Regions from separate parts of the Rattus norvegicus genome. Here region 1 is linked to region 2. Evidence: chromatin contacts called from public Hi-C data. All regions are on one chromosome and are shown on one strand. Each heading gives the region's core, a stretch centred on a gene start, on an enhancer-like site or on the middle of the called end of the contact. The rest is flanking DNA. Distances are from core to core; before and after follow the strand shown. Region 1 holds the start of Btbd16 (BTB domain containing 16). Region 2 has its middle 4.2 kb from the start of Trnap-agg25.

Region 1 (6,283 bases), core at 906-3,405, 170 kb after region 2:
AAGCTCTGTCCTCCTCAACTTGCTTTGCTCGTGATTTCACTGCATCATAGAAACCCTAACTAGGACGGAAAGCTCACATGCCTGCTCCCCCGGCCCTCGGTGTATATAGTCACTCTCTGCGACATGTGGGACTGCTCTCTGACATTCAGCTCTCTTGGCCTGGCGTCAGACTTGCTCTGTGCTTGATCGCCTCTCTTCTGGTGTTGCCAGCTGGGGATGCTATACTGTCGGTGAGAGGCTGTGAGGGACAGCCATGCTGGCTCCTCCAGGATCTGCCTTACTGAGGGACTGGGCCATGTGTTTCCAGTCCCTTGGCTTCTCTTCTGGGATTCTGAGGGGCTGTGTCAAGACAACACAGAGGTGTGAGACTGAGGTAGGCCTTCCCACAGGGGAAGATACGGGAAAGATGTTCCTCCTGCTTCAGTCTGTCTTCTGATATTACAGGCTGCTCCAGGAGCTCAGACATCTGTACTCTCCTGAGGCTTATTGGGCTGCTGTAGGACTCCTTCACTTGTCTGCTTCTTCATTTCAATAGACTGGCCTCAAACTTCCTATATAACTGAGGACGACCTCGGACTTGTGCCTCAACTTCCCAGTATTGGGAGTACGGGTTTGCATCCCACATACCTGCTCAAAGAAGATTGTTTTACATTTCTTGTGAGATAATTCATCCTTTATGGTCTGGTTGGAGGTTCAGTTACTGTTTCGACTGTGCTATACTTCCCTCTCCATACAACTGTGTGTGTGTGTGTGTGTGTGTGTGTGTGTGTGTGTGTGTGTTCACTCACATAAACAGCCACTTGTGGCCTCACAACACATTTCTGGAAATGCGTCCGTGCCTGAGCGTGTGCACACAGCCTCCCCATCGGAGGAGTTGCCGTGTTCTCTGTAGGAACTTGCTCACCCGTCTCTCTGGAGCCTAAGCGGTGCTATCAGAAGCCGACTCATTCTCGCCAATCAGAAGCCGACTCATTCTCGCCAATCCTTACGGATCCAGATCACGCCAGGGGAAACAGAAAGCTGCCCCCTGAACATTGGCCTAAAGCTAGGATGGTGGGTCTGAACCCCACTCTTCCCTCCCATAGGGCAGGTCCTTGTCATCTGCAAGTGGATGCCTCCGGGTAGAACTTTCAGGGAGGGATTGCTGCTAGAGCTGTTTTCACGTACGTGTGTCTGACTTTGGCACACAGCTCAGCTCTGGAGAGAATCATGGAGCGATCTACCGGGGAGCTGAAGGCTTCTGAGCCGAAGGTTTCAGAAAGGGATTGACACGAGCAAGGTCAAACATTGGGTTCAGGAGCGGTGAGGATTGGGTCTCCCTGGGACACTTTCCCAGTGTGGCCAATAGGAGGCGCTCAGGGGCTGTCTTTTAGCCGGTAACCCAAGTAGTACCGGAAATGGTATCCAGAGGGCAGGTGTGGTGTCAGGAGGGTCAGGTTCTTAGATTTCAAACAGCTTAATTCAAATCACGTATAAAGCCCTCTATTCCAGAGAAAGTTTACATGGACGGCTGAGGTAAAGGGAAGGGTGGAAGCAACAGAGAGGGCAGAGCTGCCCTACAATGCTTTTGCTTAGGTACTTCCTTCCACACACACTATCACACCGTGGCCTGGGCGGTGGGCTAGGAGGGAAGCAGCAGACCAGACTCAAGGTCAGAGAGCCGACAGCATGCACTCTGGTGGTATGGGAAATGTTGCAAAGGCTCTCCCAGTGTGTGTAGCTCATTCCTCTGCAAAGGAGCACAACCGGGCTGCAGGTCTTGCACTTTGAGACACTAGTGTCTGTCAGAGGCTGGATACACTACCCACCATTCTCTCCCATATCAAGAGACACAGTGTCACCACTATTAATAATACAGGGATGGGGGGAGGGAAATGTGTCTACACACAAACGTATATGCACAAATATTGATGTAGTATTAATTAAGGTTAATTTTGGCCATGGAATTCAAATTACCTTTGTTGTGAAAATATTTTGGCAGCCAGTCAGAGTTATGCTAGTGACAAACTGTCACTAACAGTCTGTTTTCTGACAGCCTTGTCTCCCTCCCCTCCCCAGAGAACCACAAGCTGAGCTAACATCAGAACCCGGAAGAGGAAGTCCTTGGAATCTGACTGCTGTTGCCATGGTGCCCACAACTACCCCCTGGAAGCCAAAGGCAGGCTCCCCCAGCAAAGCATCTCATCCCATAGGAGAAAGGGGTGAGCCCCGGGTGTCATGAGAGCCTTCAAGATTCGGGCTCAGAAGGCGCCGAGCCTCCAGCTCTCCCTTAGCTCAGTGGCCAGCGCAACCAGCATTTCTCTGCTTCACTCTCGTCCTCTGTGAACGGCCCCTGTGGGCAGCAGGACTTCAGAACTGTAAGTGGGACTGGCGCCTCATCCACAGCAGAGACCAAGGGGTCAGCCAGTGATGGGAGCTGTTTGCATGTGGCTCTGTCAAGGCAGGGAGGCGCTTCAGAGGGTCCTGGCTGGGAGCTGAAGGAGAGTCACAGGCAGCGTCCTCACCAGAGGACCAAGGGAGCAACAACTAAAGCTCACCAAGGGCACAGCTCCCAGTGAGACATAAAAATAAAACACATTTCAAGGCTACTGAGATACTCCTGGGGTTCAAGGCCAGCTAGGAAGACTCTTGTGTAAAAGAAACAGAAGGTAGGCGGCTGCCTCTGAACTGAAGTGAGCCTTTTCTATGGAAGGCCCTGGCAGGAGCAGTTCTTCATATGCTGACCAGCTTTGCATGAAGTCTGCCTGGAGCCTACTCCCTTCTCCTTAGATGTCTCTGGGCCACGATGAAGACTCAGAGCTCGTATGTGGAATAGTGGAAAGTAGGCAAGGGTTTTAACTACAGAGGTGCAGGGCCATTTTGACTTCAGTGTGAAAAACAGAGAAGCAGCTATGAATCCGGAGGTGGGAACACAGCCGTGAATGAAACCACATGTGTGTGGAGGAGTCTGTGTGTGTGTGTGTGTGTGTGTGTGTGTGTGTGTGTGCTTAGTGTGCTCTGTGGTGTGTGTTTAGTGTGCTCTGTGGTGTGTGTTTGTGTGTTTTTAGTATGTTGTATAGTGTGTGTGTGTACTGTGGTGTGTGTGCGTGTATGTATGTGGTGTGTATGTGGATGTGTTTAGTGTGCTATGTGGTGTGTGTGTGTTTAGTGTGCTGTGTAGTGTAGTGTGTGTGTATGGTGCATATGGTGTGTGTGGTGTGTGTATGTGTGTGTGTTTAGTGTCCTTGTAGTGTGTGTGTGTGTGTGTGTGTATGTGTGTTTAGTGTGCTCTGTGGTGTGTGTTTAGTGTGCTCTGTGGTGTGTGTTTGTGTGTTTTTAGTATGTTGTATAGTGTGTGTGTGTACTGTGGTGTGTGTGCGTGTATGTATGTGGTGTGTATGTGGATGTGTTTAGTGTGCTCTGTGGTGTGTGTGTGTTTAGTGTGCTGTGTAGTGTAGTGTGTGTGTATGGTGCAGATGGTGTGTGTGGTGTATGTATGTGTGTGTGTTTAGTGTCCTTGTAGTGTGTGTGTGTGTGTGTGTGTGTGTGTGTGTGTTTAGTGGGCTCTGTGGTGTGTGTTTAGTGTGCTCTGTGGTGTGTGTTTAGTGTGCTCTGTGGTGTGTGTTTGTGTGTTTTTAGTATGTTGTATAGTGTGTGTGTGTGTACTGTGGTGTGTGTGCGTGTATGTATGTGGTGTGTATGTGGATGTGTTTAGTGTGCTATGTGGTGTGTGTGTGTTTAGTGTGCTGTGTAGTGTAGTGTGTGTGTATGGTGCATATGGTGTGTGTGGTGTGTGTATGTGTGTGTGTTTAGTGTCCTTGTAGTGTGTGTGTGTGTGTGTGTGTGTGTGTGTGTGTACTGTGGTGTGTATAGGGTGGTGTGTATATGTGTGTGTTTGTGTGCTGGGTGGTATAGTATGTTTATGTGTGTAGTGTGTATGGTGTCTGTGGTGTGTATGTGTATGTGTTTAGTGTGCTGTGGAGTGGAGTGGAGTGTGTCTACTGTGATGTATGTGTAGTGTGGTGTGTGTGTGTGTGTGTGTGTGTGGTGTGTATGTGTGTGTGTGTTTTGTGTGCTGTGTGGTGTGTGTGGGTGTGTATATTTAGTGTGGTGGCAGTGGTGATGGTGACTTGCTTGAGTAGAACCTCCTGGAGACGGAGTGTGGGAACTGATTCATTTTCACGACATCCTCAGTCCCTTGGCAGATTCCCAGTCTCCTTGGAGTCTGTGAGTGTCCTCGCCCCATCGGCATCTTTCAGTCAGTTCTACCCTCCTCTTCCTACTAACTGTTTTGGGCATACCATCAATCAGATTGGTTTCTGTCACTTCCAACCAAATTAACCTAATTGCATTCAAAACCAGCGGGAGAATGAATGCTCTGCCAGTCCTCTTTCCTGGCCTTTAAGCCAAGGTGATCATAGCTCCACTGGGCCCGGTACAGCCCTGACTAATTGGTAAAGCCGCCCATAGAGTTTCCTGCTCCAAATAGAGAGTTATACGGTCACCCTACTTGAGGCCATATGTTGATCTTGACGATGTGAGAAGCATATCTTGCTGTTCCTCTACCTGAGCTGCTTCTCCAAAATAATAGCATAGGCCTGTCTGTCTGTCTGTCTGTCTGTCTGTCTGTCTGTCTGTCTGTCTACCTATCCATCTGTCCATCAGTCCATCCATCTCAGACGAGAGCTCTTGTGCAGTGTGAGACAATGCACCCAACTACAGAACATACAAACAGACATCCTCTGGCTATGACACATGACCCATGTCTGAGGCGTTCTGATTCCTTTTCTGGTAAAAGGTAGATTCTGTAGGTCAGTCTGCGCTACAGCGTTCTGATGAGATGCTTTGGGGACATGAAAACGTTCAGCTTTAAGTCTTTGTCTTCCAGGTGCTCATCGCTGTCATCGCTGTCATCTGCACTATCATTCATGAAAATGTTGAATTCAGTAAGTAGATCTTTCCACAGGAAGGCCAGTGACAGCAGGTCTGGGGAGGGTGGTTATAGATGCAAATCCCGAAATTCTCACCTCAAGGCGGGTGAGGGTTAGTTTATTCCGGAGCTAAACATGATCCTGGCTCAGGAATGCACATTTCGGAAACTCTGAGTTCCGTTCTCTGACGTGGCAATGCCTTCGTGGCATTTTATATAACAGATCACTGTCAGGCGCGTCGGTAGGAATATGAAGAAGTGGGGAACCCCTGCTACAGATAGGGGTGTTAACTGATGACATTTTGAGTTTTTAGCTTGTTAATACATTGCAAAACAGTTTCACCTGATAGTCACAAGGGCGTGTCAGGCACAGAGGCAGGCAAGGAATGGCCTGTAAGGAGACTGAAGATAGCCCAAGATAACATTGTTCTGGACCTGCAATATTCCACTGTCATCGAAGTCCTAATCAGTTGGTCAGCCTCATAGATGTTTCTTGCTATGGAAACTTTCATCCCTATGGCTCAGTCAATAAAGTGCTTGCCATTTGAGACTGAGGGCATGCACCACTGAGTGCCTCAAACTTGACTGGCTGTCTACTGGGAAGAGCACGTCTAGGCAGTACTATTTAGAAACCAGAGGTTGGGGATTTAGCTCAGTGGTAGAGCACTTGCCTAGGAAGCGCAAGGCCCTGGGTTCGGTCCCCAGCTCCGAAAAAAAAAAAAAAGAAAAAAAAAAAAAGAAACCAGAGAGCAGCCCCTCGGCTGAGCCAACCCTTGCTTGTGCCTCAAGACCACAACTAAACTCAGTCCACAGCTCACAGTCACCCAGCTAGGCAACGTGCTAAGACACACTTCCTAAACAGTTTCATTGTATCCTCTTAATAACTCTAAAAGCAAGGCAGTGTCGTCATGATCCTCATCTTTGTCAGCACTGTCATTGCCACCCACCACTACCGTTACCAGTGTCACAGTGTGATCACCATCTCTGCCACTGCCATCACTACCATCACTAATAACACACCATCATCACCAACATTATTACCATCACCCCTTCCACTGCCATACCTGCCATCACCACCATCATCACGGGTATCACCTTATTACCAACATCACCACCATCATCATGGCTATCACCTTATCACCATCATCACCAACATCATTACCATCGCCCCTTCCACTGCCATACCTGCCATCATCATGGCTATCACCTTATCACCATCATCACCACCATCATCATGGTTATCACCTTATCACCATCATCACCACCATCATCATGGCTATCACTTTGTCACCACCATCACCAGCACATGGTCCACCCCTACTACCAACACCATCTCTGCAGTTATCACCACAATCATTAGCTTCATCTTTGTCA
Region 2 (6,573 bases), core at 1,665-4,164:
CAGGCTGGCCTAAAACTCACAGAGATCCACCTGCCCCTGCCTCCTGAGTACTGGGATTAAAGATGTGCGCCACCATTCCAGACTTGGCACCCCTTCTGTAAAGCCTGGTGTGCTGAGACTGTCATCCCCTCTCCTGTACCACAGCCAAGAGACCCATTGCTAGGCCAGCCATGCTATCCATGGACCCCATGACCATGCCACTTCCCTGTAACCTTCAACACATGGCCATACCTTTGGGGCCGTTCCTCAATCCTCATCAACCTCTGAGCCCAAGAACACGGTCAGAAAGCCAGGGGAGGGGTCCCTTACCATATTCCCCCCACACAAACCTCCACCCACCCTACCCACCCCTGCTCCAGGACTTTTCATTTGCCTTCTCCAGTGGCCCAATGGGACAATCAGCATCTACTCTGAACGGATTCAGGCTTTTACAGGGGCTAGGAATAGCCATGAACTTCAGACTGTTTTCTATTTACAAAAGCTCCAGAGACAGGAAGTGCAGAAAGGCCCGAGGCAGCTGAGGTGTGGGAGGAAAACAGTTGTCCTCTTTATCCTTATCCTCTGAGGCTCTGCATCCGTGGATTCAACCCACCGTGGACCAGGGAAAATGCATTTGTAATGAACGTACATGGACTTTAAAAAGTATCCCTAAACAATGCGGTGTGGCATCTATCCTGTTAGATCTAAGTAGTCGAGCCAGGCACAATGGAGTTGTGCTCCAACACTTGGAGCAGAGGCAGGAGGATTACCATGAGTTAGAGACCGGTATGAGTTACATCTGATTGTTCCATGTGCCGCCTAGGACTCTACAGCCAGACATTGTTTCTAAAAACCACAGCCGCACAGATTTAGAAAGGAATTGAGATGACTTAAGGTATTTGGGAGAATACGTTGTGGATTTGTGTAGTGCGGATTTGAACACGCTTTGATTTAGGGAGCCCTAGAACCAGGTCTCAACAAATGTGGAGAAAAAACGGACAGGGAGAAAGATACAAATCTGACCAAGGATTGTCTCCACACCACACACAAGGACAGACTCGGCACGTTACCTAGAGTGGGAGACAGTCCCTGTTTTGCCTTAAGAACCATCTCCCTCTTTGAATTATAGGAGAACTAGGGGCTTACATGTCCTCTAGGGTAGGTTCCTCACCTACAGAGGAGCTTGTCCAACTGCCTTGCTTCCTGATTGCCACATGGTGTCACTGTTATAACTTGACTTTGCATAATCCAAACTCAGTAAGTGTTCATCCCTGGCTGGACTTGGGTTCCTGAGGGAGGTCGATCCTGCCCTCCAGAGTGAAGCTAGCTTAATCCAGGTAACACCCCTGCCTGCTCCCCATTCTACCCGGCACAGCTGGACCAGATGTCTGCATCTGGACTAGATCCGGGCCCATAACATCCTGGAGCCTTTCTCTCTTACATACCAACCATCAAGAATGGTCTTGTCGTACAACTTTCATAGAATAGCTGAGCTAAGAGGCGGCTGTGAAGGAAGCAGGGCAGTAGCCCCAGGGGTGACTCTGGAGAAACCTCCATTCAGGTGGAACCAGGATTTTTGACCATGCCACAGAAAAATAATTCAGGATTCAGTATGAGGCAAAGTTAGAGTGTAATAAGAAAAAAGATTTTAAAATAGATTCAGGGGGCTGGAGAGATGGCTCAGCAGTTAAGATTGCTGACTGCTCTTGCAGAGGACCACAGTTCAGGTCCCAGTGTCTATATTGGGTAGCTCACAACTGCCCGTAACTCTAGCCCTAAGGGATCCAACACCCCGGATTCTGCAGACACATGCATTCACGTGCATATATACATACATGTTCATATTAATTTAAAAAATAATTTTAAAGACTAGATAAATGATTTAAGCACAGGTGTTAGATAGAGAAGGAAGATGCTCATGAGAGAGACAGCGTATGCTCAGGATAGGATTCGCAGAAGGGGCAGGTACAGTGGCCATCTTAACATGAGTTATGTAGGGTAGTGCTTTCTGAAGTCACTGTTCACAGGGTTTCATTTATAATTGCCTTCGTTTATTGGGGGTACATGTCCGCCAGGTACCCTTGGGAAGGTCAGGGAACAATTTATGGGAGCTGGTTCTCTCTGACCACGTGGTTCTAGGCAATCAAACTCACTGATGTCACGGGGCTTGGTGGCAAGTGCCTTTACCTGGGCATCGTCTTCCTGTCTGTATCCATAGTGTTTGCAACAGCATTTTTGTCCTCGTTGTTTTGTTTTTTCCTTTATGGGGGTGAGATTATAGGGTAGTTTCTCAGACACATTGGAGAGGATTATAGTGTGGTTAAAAAAAATAGGTCAAAAAGACTTTTTTATAAGAAGGTCACGTGGAAGGTAAGGCATTTGTTTTGACTGTAAACAAGGTTCATAGTCTCAGCAAATTACTGTTTACAGCCGGCAAGGGTAGGACAGTGACTCTCAAAGGTCACCTGTGCTTAGGCCTCAAGCATGACTGTTAACATTCTCATTTGAAATCTCAGTAAAAAAAAAAAAGAATATTATTGGGTGTGGTGGCACATGCCTTTAATGCCAGTGTCAGAGACTCTGGACCTCTGTGGGGTTGAAGCCAACCTGGTCTATATTGTTAAGTTCTAGGCCAGTCTGTAATTCTGTGCAATGTATGTGAGAGACTACCCTATGATCTCATAACTTGGTGCTACCCCCTCGCCAGCAACTGTGGAGAAATTAGTCAACTTAGACGTGGTGAAGGAAAGACTGTTGAAGTAAAGACTGGCTGGGGAGGCTCCTGATCTGGCCTTTATTTAAGCAAGCCCCTGGCAGTAGGGAAGAGTGACAATTTAATGGGGTGATTATGGTCCCAAATCCTGTGAGGTCCTTACTGTGGTTTCTGTGATTTACACAGCTATTCTCGGAAAGGCCAACTCATCCTTGCATTATTTCAGTGACTTTAAACCACAGTGTAGCACTGAGGACTGGAGCAGTGTGGGGCAGTGTAAACAGACTGATGGGTGGGGGGCCGGTAGGTAGGGAGCAATAGTCCCCCCCACCTCTGTTGATGAGATTTACCTGTCTTGGGTAAATGTACCAACACCGATGCTCCTGTCAGTCCTGAAGCAGCATCAGCGCCTAGGTGCCTCAGAGTAGCAAAGAGTCTCAGACTCTGGTTAAACCATTCCTTTCTCAGCTGCTTTTCATAAGATGGTCTCCTGCTTAGAGCAAAAATCCTTCATGTTTGAGTAAAATCAGTGTAGTGAAGGCAGCCGGGTGTTTTTTTTTTTTTGTTTTTGTATTTGTTTTTTTTTTTTAAATAGAATCGATGGGCTTCACCTATGTCTTATTTCTCTCTGCTAACATGGTGGCTGTGTGCTACACCCAGGGTCCAGGGCTACGCACATCCTGGAGCAAAGCAGTTCTGGATACATACATATACCTGACCTGAGGGGACCCCTGGGGGGAAAACAAGGCTCAGAGAAGTTAGACAAGCTGCAGGCTCACAGAGACAGGAGGGGGCACTCCTGATTGATGCCGCCCCACAGACCCTTAACCACAGACACACTCGAACAGAAATCCAGTTGATCTTTAGTATCTAGTTTCCCTGTAAACAAAGTCAGGTCTTAGAGAAAGCTTAACAAGATTTGATGGGAGCCCCGAGCAGCGGTGGGACTGGTTCTTTAGGTCGCAGACAGCACACAGCACTGTCCTGCCATCCTTTTCCAGCCTGCCAGCTCTCTTCTCCCCGCTTCTGCCTAAGGAAAAGAGTCATCCTCTGTCCTTCTGACTCATTGTTTATTTTCTCTGGCCAGAAGGAGCCCTGACGGGTGGGGGGGGTGGGAGGGTGGGGGGGGTGGGAGGGTGGGGGGGGTGGGAGGGTGGGGGGGGTGGGAGGGTGGGGGGGTGAGGGGGTTGGGTGGAAGGGAGCCTGCCCCTAAGTACGGGCTGGAAGTGACAAGGCTAAAGGCTCTACCCATTCCGGAGGAATAGACCATTGTAAGAGAAAGGGATTGTTGTTGTTATTATTTTTTGTCATGAGACAATACTTATTTATTGCAACAACTGCAAACATAGAGAAAAATGGAGGGCAGAGGAACCTCTCCTACTCTCCCTGTCTGTAGAAAACTACAATCAAAATGTTAGCCTCTCATGCTTTTCTGGGTTTGCTTTCCAGTTCTTTTCTGGAGTGTAAGAGAGGAGCATTTTTACACGCGCGCGCGCGCGCTCGTGTGTGTGTGTGTGTGTGTGTGTGTGTGTGTCTAGATATTTCACATATATACATATATGTATACTTTTAAAATCATGGGCTATTCTTTGAATGGCTTTAAATGTACAGAAAAGTTTAGGAGATAGTATAGGGGGCCTGGAGAGATGGCTCCCAAGAGCAGTGGACTTGAGTTCAGTTCACTCCTGTAACTCCAGCTCCAGGGAATCTGATGCCCTCTTCTGGCCTCTGTAGGCACTGCACTCATGTGACACCCCCACCCCAACACACACACACACACACACACACACACACACACACACACACACACACACACATACATAATTAGAATAAAATCAAAGGCATGAGTCTCTTCATCTGGCTTTTAAAAACACTGAAGAAGAGAAGGAGGAGGTGGGGTTGGGGATTTAGCTCAGTGGTAGAGCGCTTGCCTAGCAAGTGCAAGGCCCTGGGTTCGGTCCCCAGCTCCGAAAAAAATAAAGAAAAAAAAAAGAGGAGGAGGAAGAAAAGAAGGAAGAGGACAAAGAGGAAGAAGAGGAGGAGGAAGAGGAAGAAGAGGAGGAAGAGGAGAAAGACAGGATAGAAAGTCCCCAGGCACCTCTTTCTTCCTCCTCCGTGTGGTTTCTGTTACTGTGAAGGCCTTGAGTTAACTGGTATGTTTGTTCCCGTCACTGAGCCATTATGCTGCTGGGTTATTACTCCCTACAGTCCAGCACCTACACTAAGGTTTACCCTGATATTCATGCTATGGGTCTGTGAGACCTGTCCTGCCATGTCCCCTTCATTGTGACGTCATCATACAGAAAGGTTTCCTGCCGTGAATATCCATCCCCCAGGGCTCACCCAGTCATCTCTCCCTTCTCTGTCCCCCATCCCGGACCCTGGCAATTAGTGATTCTCCTACAGGAATCCTTATAGTTTCTTTTTGTATTAGTTTTAAATCGGTAGCCAGGTGGGTAGTGCAGGCCTTTCATTCTAGCACCTCGAGGCAGGTGGATCTCTGTGAGTTCAAGACCAGCTTGGGTCTACATAGAGAGATGCAGGCTAGCAAGCTAGAATTATACGGGGAGACCCTGTCTCTTTAGGGGTGGGGGGAGAGAGATGTCTAAACCTGAGAAGTTGGTGAACACTTACGCCCACCCATACTTGTGTAGTTACATTCAAACCTAGAGTGAGAACATGTCTGTCACCCCAGAATGTTCTCTTTCATCCCAGCTGATTTCTTGTCCGAGAGCGAGAGTTATTCTGACTTCTATCACCACTGATTGGTTTCCCTAATTCTTTCAAGAAATGGGATTAAATGGTGTGTGTGGTTGATTTCTATACTCTGCTGCTTGTCGATTACTGCATGAAATTTACCATCTCAATTTCTTCTTTTTCGAAAGTGTGTGCGCGCGTGTGTGTGTATGTGTGCGTGCGTGTGCGCGTGCACGCGTGTGTGCATAAATCAGAGGATAACTTCAGGGAGTGAGTTCTCTCCTACACTGCAGGTTCTGGGAACTCAGGTTCCCAGGCTGGTCTGTGCACTGTTAGCTGCTAAGCCATCTCTCCTGCTCCACCTCAGCCATTTCTAAACTATGGTGTTCAGAGCGCTTGCTAGTGCACCCAGTCTGTGTGTGCTGTAAGGTGGGAGCTGAGCTCCTCCGAGACCTCTGTAAAGCCCAGCTGTCCCGGTGGGCATGTTGCTCTAAGCTCCATTTTTGGCATATTCCATGAAGTTTTATATTTTTATTCCTATTCAATTAAAGCACTTCCCGTTTCCCTCTGCTTCATCTCACCTATGAACCATTGAGAAATAAGCTTTTCAGCCTCCAAGTGGTTATGAGTTTTTAGACTTCTTTCTGTTATTGATCTATAATGTCATCCTACTGTAGACAGATAAATTGTCCATGTATCTGAATTGTCTTGATTTTATTGAGACAGCTTTAGTGCAAATATGATCTTTTTAAAAAGTAATTGTTCTCTTTGTACTTAAAGAGAAAGTTATTTTATTTTTTAGTAAATATTATTTAAGCCATTGTGGTAGCTCATGACCATAACATATGCTAAAGAGACAAGAAAATCAGGAATTCAGGGCTAGCCTGGGCCACCTTTGGGCAAGAGCAATGCACTCACATAGTGGAGGGAACAGACTCATTCAAGTTGTCCTTCGGCGCGCACTCGCACGTGCGCACACACACACACACACACACAGAGAACAAATAGTATTTGATAAGTGTTGATCAGGTGAGGCATGTTGATGGTGTTGTCAGGACTTGAGTATGCAGAATAGTTTCCTGCCTACTTGTTCATTGAATTACTGAGAAAGCAGGCATGGTAAAAATACCAGGCTACAGTGCAGCATTTCCCCACACTCCCCGCTTTTTGTATCCCCACTTGTT

The links. A called contact is a pair of places that touch in the nucleus more often than the background predicts.
Region 1: a Hi-C map of the A7r5 cell line shows a contact between it and region 2, with 4 times the contacts expected there. The contact joins the promoter of Btbd16 here to the enhancer-like site in region 2. A contact is called at or near these places in 5 of 12 Hi-C or Micro-C datasets (the A7r5 cell line, the Rat2 cell line, Schwann cells and 2 more).

The regions. Positions count from the first base shown.
Region 1 is chr1:194,763,845-194,770,127 of GRCr8, forward strand. It overlaps Btbd16 (BTB domain containing 16), which reads left to right and starts at 2,156. Exons shown (of 16, transcript NM_001017464.2): 1 at 2,156-2,357; 2 at 4,868-4,925. The coding sequence starts at 4,908.
Region 2 is chr1:194,595,462-194,602,034 of GRCr8, forward strand. It overlaps a transcript of Tacc2 not described here. Among named protein-coding and RNA genes, the nearest start is that of Trnap-agg25, 4.2 kb to the left of the region's middle. Within about 2 kb of position 2,915, at least 3 of the 93 cell types and tissues checked have an H3K27ac peak or open chromatin away from gene starts, as enhancers often do. A contact at or near this core is called in the A7r5 cell line, where this site is marked.